3 separate regions of the Mus musculus genome follow, and all the other regions are linked to region 3. The links are chromatin contacts, called in public promoter capture Hi-C and targeted proximity ligation maps. All regions are on one chromosome and are shown on one strand. The core of a region is the stretch at or near the end of the contact, and the rest is flanking DNA. Distances in the headings are between cores, read along the strand shown. Region 1 holds the start of Ms4a10 (membrane-spanning 4-domains, subfamily A, member 10). Region 2 overlaps Asrgl1 (asparaginase like 1). Region 3 holds the start of Fads2 (fatty acid desaturase 2).

Evidence for each region. Promoter capture Hi-C pulls out the DNA fragments that hold promoters and counts their contacts.
Region 1: a promoter capture Hi-C map of liver shows a contact between it and region 3, with 2.0 times the contacts expected there.
Region 2: a targeted proximity ligation map of acute myeloid leukemia shows a contact between it and region 3, with 7 times the contacts expected there. A contact is called at or near these places in 2 of 39 promoter capture datasets (the C10 cell line and cranial neural crest) and 4 of 130 datasets of targeted methods (acute myeloid leukemia, large pre-B cells, pancreatic cancer cells and 1 more).

Annotation. Positions count from the first base shown.
Region 1 is chr19:10,973,186-10,977,021 of GRCm38.p6, forward strand. It overlaps Ms4a10 (membrane-spanning 4-domains, subfamily A, member 10), which reads right to left and starts at 1,515. Exons shown (of 9, transcript NM_023529.3): 1 at 1,434-1,515.
Region 2 is chr19:9,116,092-9,120,197 of GRCm38.p6, forward strand. It overlaps Asrgl1 (asparaginase like 1), which reads right to left. Exons shown (of 7, transcript NM_025610.3): 3 at 3,097-3,239; 4 at 2,438-2,595; 5 at 411-529. Among named protein-coding and RNA genes, the nearest start is that of Asrgl1, 17 kb to the right of the region's middle.
Region 3 is chr19:10,099,469-10,103,263 of GRCm38.p6, forward strand. Fads2 (fatty acid desaturase 2) reads right to left here and starts at 2,035. Exons shown (of 12, transcript NM_019699.2): 1 at 1,755-2,035. The coding sequence starts at 1,961.

The DNA.
Region 1 (3,836 bases), core at 265-2,764, 870 kb after region 3:
GAATTTTTTGGTCTTCTCTCCCAGGCTCCTCAGCTAGAGGAGCCACAGACCCAGCTGTCTGGTGTCTTAAGGAACCGTAGGGTCTTGGTGATTTATACTCAGCCTCAGACTTTCTGCAAATCTCTCCCGTTTCCTTAGCCTGTGGGAGGCAGAGACAGAGCTAGGAGGATTCTGTAACCTTTTAGTGGGCCAGAACATGAATCTTCCAAGCAGACAGGCCAGGCCTAGCCCTGGCTCTGCTCCTGCATCTCAGTGTCTAAGTCTGTTTCTATGGATACACAGGAACACTAGTGCTTGCCTGAGGGTGGGCTGCAAAGATTAATTGGGCCAGGGCCAGAGGTTAGAATTTAGTAATAAAAGCCAATGATACCTGCCCTACAGCCTGAATCTCACCTGACCTCTGTCTGGTTTTCTGTTAAGAGAGGTCCCATTCTAATCTCCAGGATGGGGAGTTCATTGCTTCTATCTGACTCCTGCTCAGAGCAAGGAGGAAATCAGCTATGGGATCCTGATAGCTGGGAAGGTTGTGTCGAGGAGAGTGTGTGGAGACAGTTATCTGGGAGCACACAGGACTGCCCTTCAGGATTTTGTCTGCAGAGCAATGAGCTGGTTGCCAGGGAATGTCTAGAATGGATAAGATCTGTCCATGGGAGGTCTGGGTTAGAAGGTTGAGAAAATCTTGATGGGAATGTGACCCTAAGCAGACAGTGCAGAAGAAGTCAAGAGAGCAGAGAGGGTAGTGTAGTGTGTGTTTACACATACGTGTGTATGTGTATATAATATGTGCACATATATGTACATATATGTAGATGTATGTATGGGCATGTTAGGCAGAGAAAGGCAGGTACCGAGAGGTATGGAGTCAGTGTGACAGAGTGGCTGCTGGCAGCCACCCTTAGAAGATTGGGTTTTCAGTTATGTTAGGTCAGAAGGGGCCCTGGCATTTGCAAAGTAAACTTTCTCGAGGTCTCAGGGCTGGGCACTTGGTGTAAAGGGAAGATATGGGAAAAAGAGGGTGGAATTTCCCAAGTGTCTTCCTTGCTTTGCTTTTTCAAATCTGTCTCTCTGTGTGCTCAAGGTTCCAGGGTTAGAAGGGACGGGGTGTCATTCCTCTTAGCTCTCAGAATCACCAACTGATCCTGGGTAGTGGGCTGGGCTCCTGGTAGCAGACTCCTTCCTGGAGAGAGGCCCGTAGTAACCCCACTTCCCAGGACTTCATAGCATGGAACATTTGTTCTCCAGCTGTTGTGGACATTGCTTGATAAACAGTTCCTGTTCACTTCTGGGGGGGTCAAGTTTCAGCCACTCACCACCAGCTTGCAGCTACTGACTGACGAGCACAAGAGGCTGATCTCTTGTGTTAAGACTGAACCCCACTTGAGGCCCTGATGACCCTCCCTTGTTTGTTTCTGCTGTGGAGAGGGGGTACTCACCTGGCCCCGGGAACTCTGTTGTAGGCTTCAGCTGTGCCTGACCATCCAGAGCTGCCTCAGCACAGAGCCAGAGGTGGAAATCAGAACATCTTTATGGCTTTAGACTTTGGATTCTTTTCTTTCTGGGACCCACCCCTTGCTCACACTCCCAGCTAATCAGAGATGCATGTCTGGACTAGATCCTTCAAAACCATCTGCTTCCAAACCTGGGCAGGTGAAGATCTGAGTCTCCTTCCTTATGTCTCCCTTTAACAGCTGAGACAGTTAATGTTGCAGTGATGACATTTCAGTTCATGGAGCAGTTCATTGTCAAGTTGGTGAAGGCAGCATTTGAATGAGTTGATTATTAAAATTCTCAAATTTTTATTTGTGTGTGTGTGTGTTGATGTGGGTGGCTGATATGAGTGTGTGATTGATGTGTGTCTGTGTGTCTGTCTGTGTGTCTGTGTGAGTGTGTGTAGGTCAGAGGACTTTGTGAAATTGATTCCTTCTTTCCACCTTTCCACAGTGCTGAGGTCTGAACGGATATTGTCAGGTTGTGCAGTAACTTTAGCTTCTGAGACACCTTTCTGGCCCCTCAAAGAATCTTTTAATTTTTTGAAAGTTAAAGTATCCACAATAGTGGTTACAATGACCCTGCCCTGGGCCTTGTGTCCCTCCTCAAACCAGCCATGGTCATCCTAAGTTCTTGCTTGACTTTGGTCTCTGGTGGTAAGCCAGACAGATGTATTGTCATCTGTGTAAGCATGGTAGTGTTTGTCTTAAAAGGTATGGTCACGTGACCACAAGTAACAGGAAGCCCTGATTGAGAGTGAAGTCCAGCCACCACCAAGCTTGCAGCGCATGTGACTTACAGAGAACTTATATCTAAGGCATGTTTGGATCTTGACCATGGACATGGTGAGATGAGAATGTGTAACTTCAAGCTGTCCAGTCTGTCTCATGCAGAACTAGATAACTACTGTGCTTTTTCTATCTTTTTCCTCTGGTTTTTAAAGACGGAGAATACACATTTAATTGTTAATATTTAATATACATATTAAAGTGTATGCAGCATATGCAGTTAGGTAAATTTGTATGTATATATGTGTATGTTGGTTTATTTGTGTGTATTATTCTCTATCTTACTTTTCTTTCTTTTTTAAAAAACGATTTTATTATTTAATATGTATAATTGTTTTTGTTTGTATGCATGTCTGTGCACCACATGCGTGCCTGGCACTCTCAGAGGCCAGAAGAGGGTGTCAGATCCCTTTGAGCTAGAGCTACTGACAATTGTAACTGCCATGTGGCAAGTGGGTGCTCGGGAGGAATCAAACCTTGGTCCTCTGGAAGAGCAGCCAGTACGCTTAACTACTGCTGAGCTGTCTCTCCAGTCTTCTTACTGTGTGTGTGTGTGTGTGTGTGTGTGTGTGTGTGTGTGTGTGTGTGAGACCACGTGTACACACACAGAGGCACGTGCACACACACAGAGGCACGTGCACACACTAAAGTTAGTGTTATTGACGATGCTCCAAAATGGAATTAACCTGGTTATCCATCAACAGGTAAATCAATTAAACTGATAGAATAAAACAAAAGGTTTATAGTATTGAAAATAATAAAATAAAAATATAAGATGTTACAGATAAATCTCTAACATTTCATTCAGTCAAAAGAGTCAGACACAAAGATACACACATACTATATAATTTCATTTGTGTGATGATTAAAAGCAGGCAGAGCTAGTGATGTTTAAAGAAATAAATAAGAGTCGAGCTTTTTAAAAAGCTTCCCACCTGCTCTGAGCAGAACTGACTCATTGTGGGAATAAGGCCAAGAATTTGTTTCCTTGCCCCACCCACCTTTGATTATTAAGTATAGTCAACAACTGTGGAATGACCAAATAGGGAGCTAAGTAAGAGCCCCTGGGAGTAGTGAGAGCGCCCCCTATAGTTCTCGCACTGAAGTGCCACCCTGTTTGTCATCAGTCAGAAACTCAACCTGATGAAAACTGAGGGGTAGGTAGCCTTGGGGTGTGATTAGGATTAGAAGGCTATGGGGATGAGGGCATAAATGAATCCTAGTACTTTATCAGAAACAGAGAAGAATCAGATTCGCATGCATGATTTTCCTGCCTTTTGTTGAGCAATGCTTTGTGCCACCTTTAGACTCTGCCTGGAGGACAGACTCACCACTGTACGTGAACGTTTGACCTTCAATCTCCAGAACAGCGAGGTAAATAAATCTCTCTCCTTTATTAAAGTTAGGATCCTTGGGTATTTGATAATAGATCGATGCTTCATCCTATGTAAAAACAGAACTCTCTGAGGTTAGGCAAGCTAGGGTTCTCCAACAGAAATTATTGAAGAAATATCTGCCATTATTTAGACTAGGTTTTCTCTCAGATTTTTTAAAAAAAGA
Region 2 (4,106 bases), core at 175-2,674, 980 kb before region 3:
CCAAGTCATCACTCTAGCCCAAGTTTTCAGTTGTTTGTTTTTACATTGTTAATGTGAGCCATGTCTGGGGAGAGGCACTATGTATTTATATTTAGGCTCTGCAAGTGAGTCTGAGGACCCTGAAGCTGAGGCTACAGAGAAGACAGGTATGGCTGCAGCAGCCTGGGACAACTTTAGCATCCTCTCTTTCACTTCCTCTCCCAAGATGTCCCCAAAATGTAATCCATGGGAAACTGATGTGCCTATTAGAAGTCAATACCTCAGAGCAGTGGTCCCCAACAACCCTCTTCCAACCCAAATGCCACTCCTAGAAGCTGTCACCACGAGGGCAGAGGAAGTGACACAGGAAAGGGTGTGAATCTGATGACATGAAGGGCAAGGGAGGAGCATGATCTACCTCTTAGTCCTACCTATGCAAGGCGAGTCTCCAACTCGGCCAACCATTTTATTGACAATCCCCCCAGTAGAGGTTGCGTAAGCCAAGTTTCCTCTGCAGTCCAAGGCAACAGCACCCACAGTTCCTGAGTTTCTGTCAAAAATAAGCAGAAAAGGGAAGGTAATGAAGATGAGAAACAGCCCCTAAGCAACACTGTCCCTTATGTACCATATTATATGTTAAGATTCTGGACTCAAGAAAACAATGTTTCTTACTTTACATGTCACTAGCAGGCAGATTTCTACATGGCTCTTTACATTTCTACCTTAAAGAATACATCCTTCCCAGCTGTCAGGAGGGAGAGGCAGAGGCAGAGGCAGAGGCAGAGGCAGAGGCAGGTGGATCTCTGAGTCTGAGGTTGGCTTGGTATACAGAATGAGTTCCAAGCTAGTTAAGGCTACACAGTGAGACCCTATCACAAAAATTTACTCATTTTAAATGTTTCTTTTACGTTTGTTGTAGCTACCAGAAAAAATTAAACAGCTTAAGTGCTTCTTATTGAGATGGACACATGGGCAAATTTAACCCTTTCAGAGATGGCCCTAATTCACTGGCTACTTTTATAAGGTGGAGGCAAAGAAGTGGACTGTTGCCACTTCAAGGGAACATGATGTAAGTGCTTCATGGTCTAAGTATTCTAAAAGTTACTTTTTATGTAACCCCCGCCCCCCCTTACCTAAGTCCTGCTGTTTGTATCTTTCCACATTACCCAAAAGTATTCATTTCTGATGGTGTCAGGTGCACAGCCAGTCTTTGGGCTGAGAGAGGCAAAAAAGCCTTTTCTTTCTGGAGACTGCACAGTGTTAGTGAGAGGAACAGAGGCCAGGGTTATCAGTCATGCTGAGCCAATTCTGAGTGCCAAAGGTGACCCATGCATTCTATAATTAACTTTCCTGACCTCTCTAAGTTGCAGGATCCAGGGAAAGCCACTTATTTACACCTAAGAGCAGTACTGGCTGGTGCCGCTGTATGATTAGAGGCGTCTTTTGTTTAGTGCTGGGCATCGGGCCCAGGGCTTTATGCACGCACTAAGCATGCACTCTACCACTGAACCCCCAGCTCATACACAACTTTAGAAAGCAATAGGAACCAGCTTTAAAAATAAGCACAAGGCGCTGATCCAGCAGCCTCACTCCCTGACTGCAGTCTACAGAAATAAAAGCCTTAAGTCCTAGGATCTGGGAAACTGAGGAGGAGGAAAATTCCAGGCAAATTCCAGGCTTAGCCTGGGTATATAGCAAAATCCTATTTCAGAGCAAGTAGAAGAATAATAGTGTGTTACTATCTCCAATCTCATAATCTGGAAAGGCATCAGATTATTATCTCAGAGACTTTCGTATTATACCTGCCTGGCCTCTTTTCCTCAGACCCAGCAAAACTGATTCTCTAGGAAAGGGAAACACACACACACACACACACACACACACACACACACACACACACGTATGTGTGTGTGTATATACATAAATATATGTATATAATGCATATGTGTGTGTATGTATGTATATTTATCTGAATATATATATATATATATATATATATACTCTACCTAGGTTATTTGAACATTGGTGTCTGGTAAATTAGGGACTCAGTAGTATTACAAGACTGAATTCTATGCCATTGTGAGCTCCTGTACCCTACTGAATTATTATTATGTTTTTGAGCTAGGGTCTCACTCTACAGTTCAGGCTGTCTTGAAACCTGCTCTCTCTCTCTCTCCTCCCTCTCTCTCTCTCTCTGCCTCCTCATGGCTGAAATCATGTGTGTGTGTGTGCGCCTCCAAGCCTGTCTAGCAATATTCTGCTGAATTGTGCCAGAGAGGAGCCCTGTCAGACTGACCTCTTATCCATATAGGAGGTCTAAGTCAGGGCAAAGTTAAGGTTAAGAAGAGTTGCCCTCCTCCCACAGAGTTTCAGTTCCTTAGGGAATACAGGTGAGGGGACACTGCCAAGCTGTCCAGCTGTTCTAACTGCAAAAGTCTGGGTGTCGTCTGGAACTTACTTAGGGCAGTCAGCATTCTGTGCTCCCTTCTCAAGCTTCTCTTTCTCCAGGTGCTTCTTGGTTCTCTCAGTTATCAGTTTTTCTACAGGGACCTGTGGAATCCCCATGTCTTCTGCAAATTTCTCTGCACCATGGCCAGTCAGAAAGCAATGAGGTGTCTAAGCCAGGGTAGGAAGGGACAGAAAAGGTTGCATTTTTTTTTAACACACACACACACACACACACACACACACACACACACGTATATAATATATATTTGCATTTCTTTTTACTTAAAAAATACATATATACCTGTTCTATGGAGTGGAAATAGCTATTATATTTCTAGTGTTAAAAGGAAGGGCCCCAAAGTGAAAATTGAACTGGATCCTCCCCCTTTTTTTTCTCCGTGTTGGTGGTCAACCTCAGAGACTTGGTGAGCCCTAGGTAGGTGATCTGTCACTGAGCTGTGTCCCCAGCCTGTCTAAGAAGGCCAGGAGATAACAAAGTCAGCATGTGTCACCCAGCTAGTCTTAACAGGACCAAAGCCATGGTTGACTCCAGTGGCATTACGTTTGTGTTTAGAACAGCGATCTCCAGCACTGTTCACAGTCTGGCCTGTTCACTCAGAAGTCTAGCAGTGGCAGTTTCTCAGGAAGCACTGCTTCCGGCACACGTACCTTTTCCATAACAAGCCGTGCAAGTTTAACGGGATTTGCGATACAGCGCACGGCAGACACTGCACCTGCAGACAGGTCCTTCCCATCCATGATACTAGCATCCATCTCAATATCACCGTTTACATTCAGGACAGACCCATAACCTAGTCCAAGAAGAAGTTGAAAAGCAAGAGTGAAAAATTTATAAAAGACTCCAGATTTTCTACCAACTTACCTCTTTCAACACGCCTTCTGTTCTACTGTAGAGGAACATCGAACAAACACATCTGACTTGGTACCTATTGGTTTGTATATGGTTTCTCCTACAGGTCCCCAGGACTGTAACATTATTGTAGGGGAACCTTTAAGAGGTGGGCCTAATAGGTGGATCAGAGTGCTCCACCTTCATGCATATGAATGTCTTATATGAATAGATTTTTCTTAATCCAATAAAGGTCATTTATAAAATCCTACAGGCAATAACATACTTTATGGTGAGAGCCCTAGTGCATCTCTGTCGCTAGCAACCAACAAGGATGCTTGCTCTCAATACTCCTACTGAGTCATACCATTGAATGGCCTAGTCTCTACATTATATTGGATACACTATGGGCTGATGTGTTGGCAGATATGTGTAACCTCATGTAACCTTGGCGCCTATGAGGCTGACACAGGAGGACTACACGCTAGAAGCCAACCTGGGTTGCACAATGAGTTCCAGACCAGCTTGAGCTGCACAGTGAGAGTTTGTCCCCACAAAGAGAACAAAGTATGAAGACAAAAGGATATAAAAACAGAGGGCAGGAGGCAGGGGCAGGGGGTGGGAAGGAGGAGGATTGGGGGAAGTTGGAGAGGGAAGAGAGAAGGTAATGGGAGTAAATGATTAAAATATATAAACAGGCATGAAAATGTCAAAATGCAACATGTTATTATGCTTAATTACCATCTGCTAATAAAAGCTTAAAAAACAAACAACCCAAAATTTCAGTTTAAAAGCAATCCAGGGCAAGGCAGGATGACTCATTGGTGAA
Region 3 (3,795 bases), core at 785-3,284:
ATCTGCTGGGTTAGATCTGAACATAGACATTTGGAGAAAACTGAGTCAGGGAAACCCTAAGAATTTCCAAAACAAGGATGAAATACGTCTGGCTTCTTAAATAAACTATAAAGTTCAAGGCTGTTGTTGGGCTGAGCTTCCACACAAGAAAACCCACTTATCACACAATATGGAATAATCGGATCAAACCAATCACATTTGTTGTTTTACTTTTTAGGAAACTTTTTGGTAAGAGCCTGGAAAGGGGAGGAGTCGTCTGCAATTCACCTACAGATTCATGCACACACCAGCACCCGAAACAGTGGAAAGATCCCCCAGATAGGGGCTGGGAAGTTTTCTCCCTGGGAAACCAAGGTCTTCTCTGGTTGTGAGGCGGTCCAAGAGAGCTAGGACACTCAAGGAATGTGAAAAGCTTACACTCTCCTAAGGTCTGGTTAGCATCGCCAGCCCCATGGGCATAATTAAGCAGGCTCCACAAGCAAGGAAAATAGTCTTTAGGCAGTATGAATGTGGCCAGTTCTCTCCTCAATCTGGAGTAAGATTGCATCCTGTTCACCAAAGCCTCCAGTCCATTGATTAGGGTATGGCTACCTAGGCTGATCTCAAAAAGAAAAGACATGGAAGGTAAGAATTGAAACTATCAAACTTGCACAAGAAAAGCCCACACTCAAGTCAGCATCCTGGACTTTGATGTGGAGTGCGGTCTGATAAGTTTATCCCTCTTCTCAGCCTCCTCCCACTCGTCTTTCCCAAGCTCTCTCCAGCTACATCTTTTCCTCTGCTTTCAGCCCACCAAGAAAGGTGCCAAGAAAGGTCTGGCTTTCCTCTTTGACTTTGTTTCTCCTCTTACCCACCTGACTACACAATCACTTTATGGTTGGGGGTGGGGCCAGGCACGGTATGGGGTACTGTGCAATATAGGATAGCCTCCGTTCCACAGAGGTCTCAGAGACTTCAACAACCTCCATGAGTGCAAGAGGGGAAGGGTGATCCTGGCAGGATCTAAAAACAGAGGGCCATTGAGTTGAATGTCCGATAGTAACCCCAGAGGCAGATGGACCTGTTGCCAAGCCAGTCTTAGATTCACCTTCTAGATCCCCTGCGGACCTGAATTTTGCAAAATCCAGCCCGTTCGCCTTCCACCAATTCCCCACCAGGATTTCCCAGAAGGCTGGCACTTGGAGTGAGTCGGGATAATCCTCGGGAGCGTGGGAATCTGAACTACTAGGAAGTCTCTGTCGGGCAGCCATTGTGGACCTTCTTAGACAGGAGTCCAAGCAGGAGCGAGTCCTGGCCAGGAACCAGCTTTCCTTCTCCGCCCCCTGGTCTGGCAGGAGAGTCCCACATATGGCTGCCCGCTCTCAGGCTCCTCTCCCCGGCGCCCAAGGGTGGCCATCTTCCACTTGGGGAGCGCCGAACACGAAGGCTGGAGCGCCCCCTTTGGAGAGTCCCAGGCTCCGGCTGGAACAGCGCGCAGTATGCGCTGTGAACATGCACCGGGCACAGTTTACCACTGATGGGACTTCCACAGAGGTGCTAAGGCCTGGCGTCCAAAAGGCTCGGCCAAAGTCTGCCCAGTTGACCCAGAGGAGAACGATTCCAGGAGGGAGGTGAGGGCAGTTGGTACACTTTCTTTCCCTGCTGAACGTCCTGCGCTCCTTTAAGAACCGGGGATCTGTTTGGCGCCCAGGGACCCCGGGCTCCTGACACCAGCCTGCAGCAGACAAGAGTGGCTGGCACCCCCAGACTCTTACCGTAGCATCTTCTCCCGAATAGTGTCCGATGACACGGTGGCCCCCCGGGTGCCGCTGGGACCATTTGGTAACGTTGTAGACCTTGCGGTCGATGACGAGCCACCGGTCGGTGCGCAGGTTGTGCTTCTGAATCTCCTCCCAACGGAAGGTGGGCATCGGAGCCTGGCGCTCGGTGCTCCCCTCTCCCTGGTTACCTCCCTTCCCCATGCTGCCAGTCTACCCGGATGCCCCGTGCGCTACGGCCTCCGGGCGCCCGCGGCTCGCAACACCGACGGTCCCTCTCCTGGCCGCAGTGTGCGGTCGGCGCCCTCCTCGCTTTCGGCTTTTGTCTTCTACTCCTCCTCCCACCGTGCCTCCTCCCCTCGCTTTCGCTCCTCCTCGCCTTCACTAGCTAGCCAGTACCCCTGCCTTCCCTCAGGAGTACCCCTGGCTTCCCAGTGCCCCCAAGCGGTCCCCTTCCTCCGCCCACCCTAGGCCCGCCTGCTGTGGACTTTTGCCTCCGGTGAAAACTCCAGGATAGCTCAGGGCCTCGCTGCCTCCTCCCCCCACCCCTCTGGCTCCCCCCGTTCCCGGCTCCGCATCCTCCCGAGTTCCCCGCCACCCGGGTTTCCACAGTGATCAGCAGAGCGCCTGCACCAATCAGGGCTCGTCGCCCCGCCTGCCATTGGCCCAGGAGGATCTTTCGAAGGCCAGCGGGCTGGAGCGGCGGGTCCGCGGCTTCCCCCTCCCTCGCGCCCGCCCGCATGGAGTTAAGCCCTGCTGGGCGGTCGGCGACGTGTCTGACCTCCTCCTCCTCCCTTCGCTGCCTGGAGCCGGGGAAGCGGGAGTAGATCTCTGAGAAGCTGGGAGGGGAGAGCGGGGGGCGGGGGGGGGGGCGGGGGCGGCAGCTGGGCTTTTCTTTGCGCGCTTCAGAGCGCCAACGCGCTCGGCCGGGGATTTGCACCTGATGCTCGCACAAAGGAGGCGCAGCGGTTATGGTGAACAACGCTCGGCCTCCGGCTAAACAAGGCCCCCTCCTGGGCTGTCATGACTAGGTGATATTTCTGCCTGGCTAGATGGGACTCAAGTCTCCTGTATCTCACATTGTCTAAGAGATCCATATTGTTTATTGCTTTCCTGAAACCTTCCTAGAGAAAGGAGCCAGGAGTGGGTCTCTGTTTAACCAGGGCTCTGAATCCTTTCAACTTGGTCATCTTGGAAAAGAACGGTGGAATCTCTGCTTTCTTCCTCGTGCTAAGTGCCGCGGGAGTGGCTTCTGGGGAGGGTGCCAGGATAAACTGGACACCTTTCTTGTCTTCGACTGAGAAAGAGTTCACAAGCCTGGTTGGGAAACATGAAAGCAATAAAAGCCCGCGATTGATTTGACAGTAGTACACCACTTGCAGGCAAGAGAGACACTGATACCAAGGGAGTATAGTAGGAAGAAAGGCCCTATTCGCTAAAGTCTCACCACAATCCTATGATATTGTTATAGCTAACTTCAAAATGAAGAGTCTGAGGGTAAGAGAGATAAAATGGTCAAGACATACATGCTTAGCTAGTGGCCCTGTTTGGCCTCTTCCATGACCCTTTCAAGACTTTGGGCTCCCTAGCTCCACATGACACTGGTCCAAAGGAAGTACCTGGTGCAGGGGGTAATACATTCCCATAGTCCCTCCCATCGTATACTCCTCTCATTCTGTCCTGGCATCCATCAGGAGCAGCCTTTCTTCATTCCACAAACTCCAGACTCAAGGAGTGTTGAGTGAAGCTTTTCCGGCTTAGAGGAGAGGAAACAAACATCCAAACAGATGTTCGTTTGGCCTGCCCAAAAGATAGAAGTGAGTGAAGTAGGTGTGCTGGTCGTGTCCATACTGTCATCCATCAGAAACCTGAGGCAGGATATTGCCATGAGTTCAAGGCTGGCCTGGGACACGACTATGCATAAGGAGCAAGACTGTTGTCTTTTGTGCATGTTAACGATGGAATATAATAAAGTCAAGAAAGCTGTTTTGTATTTGTTTGTTTGTTTGTTTGTTTGTTTTTCAAAAGATGGATTATC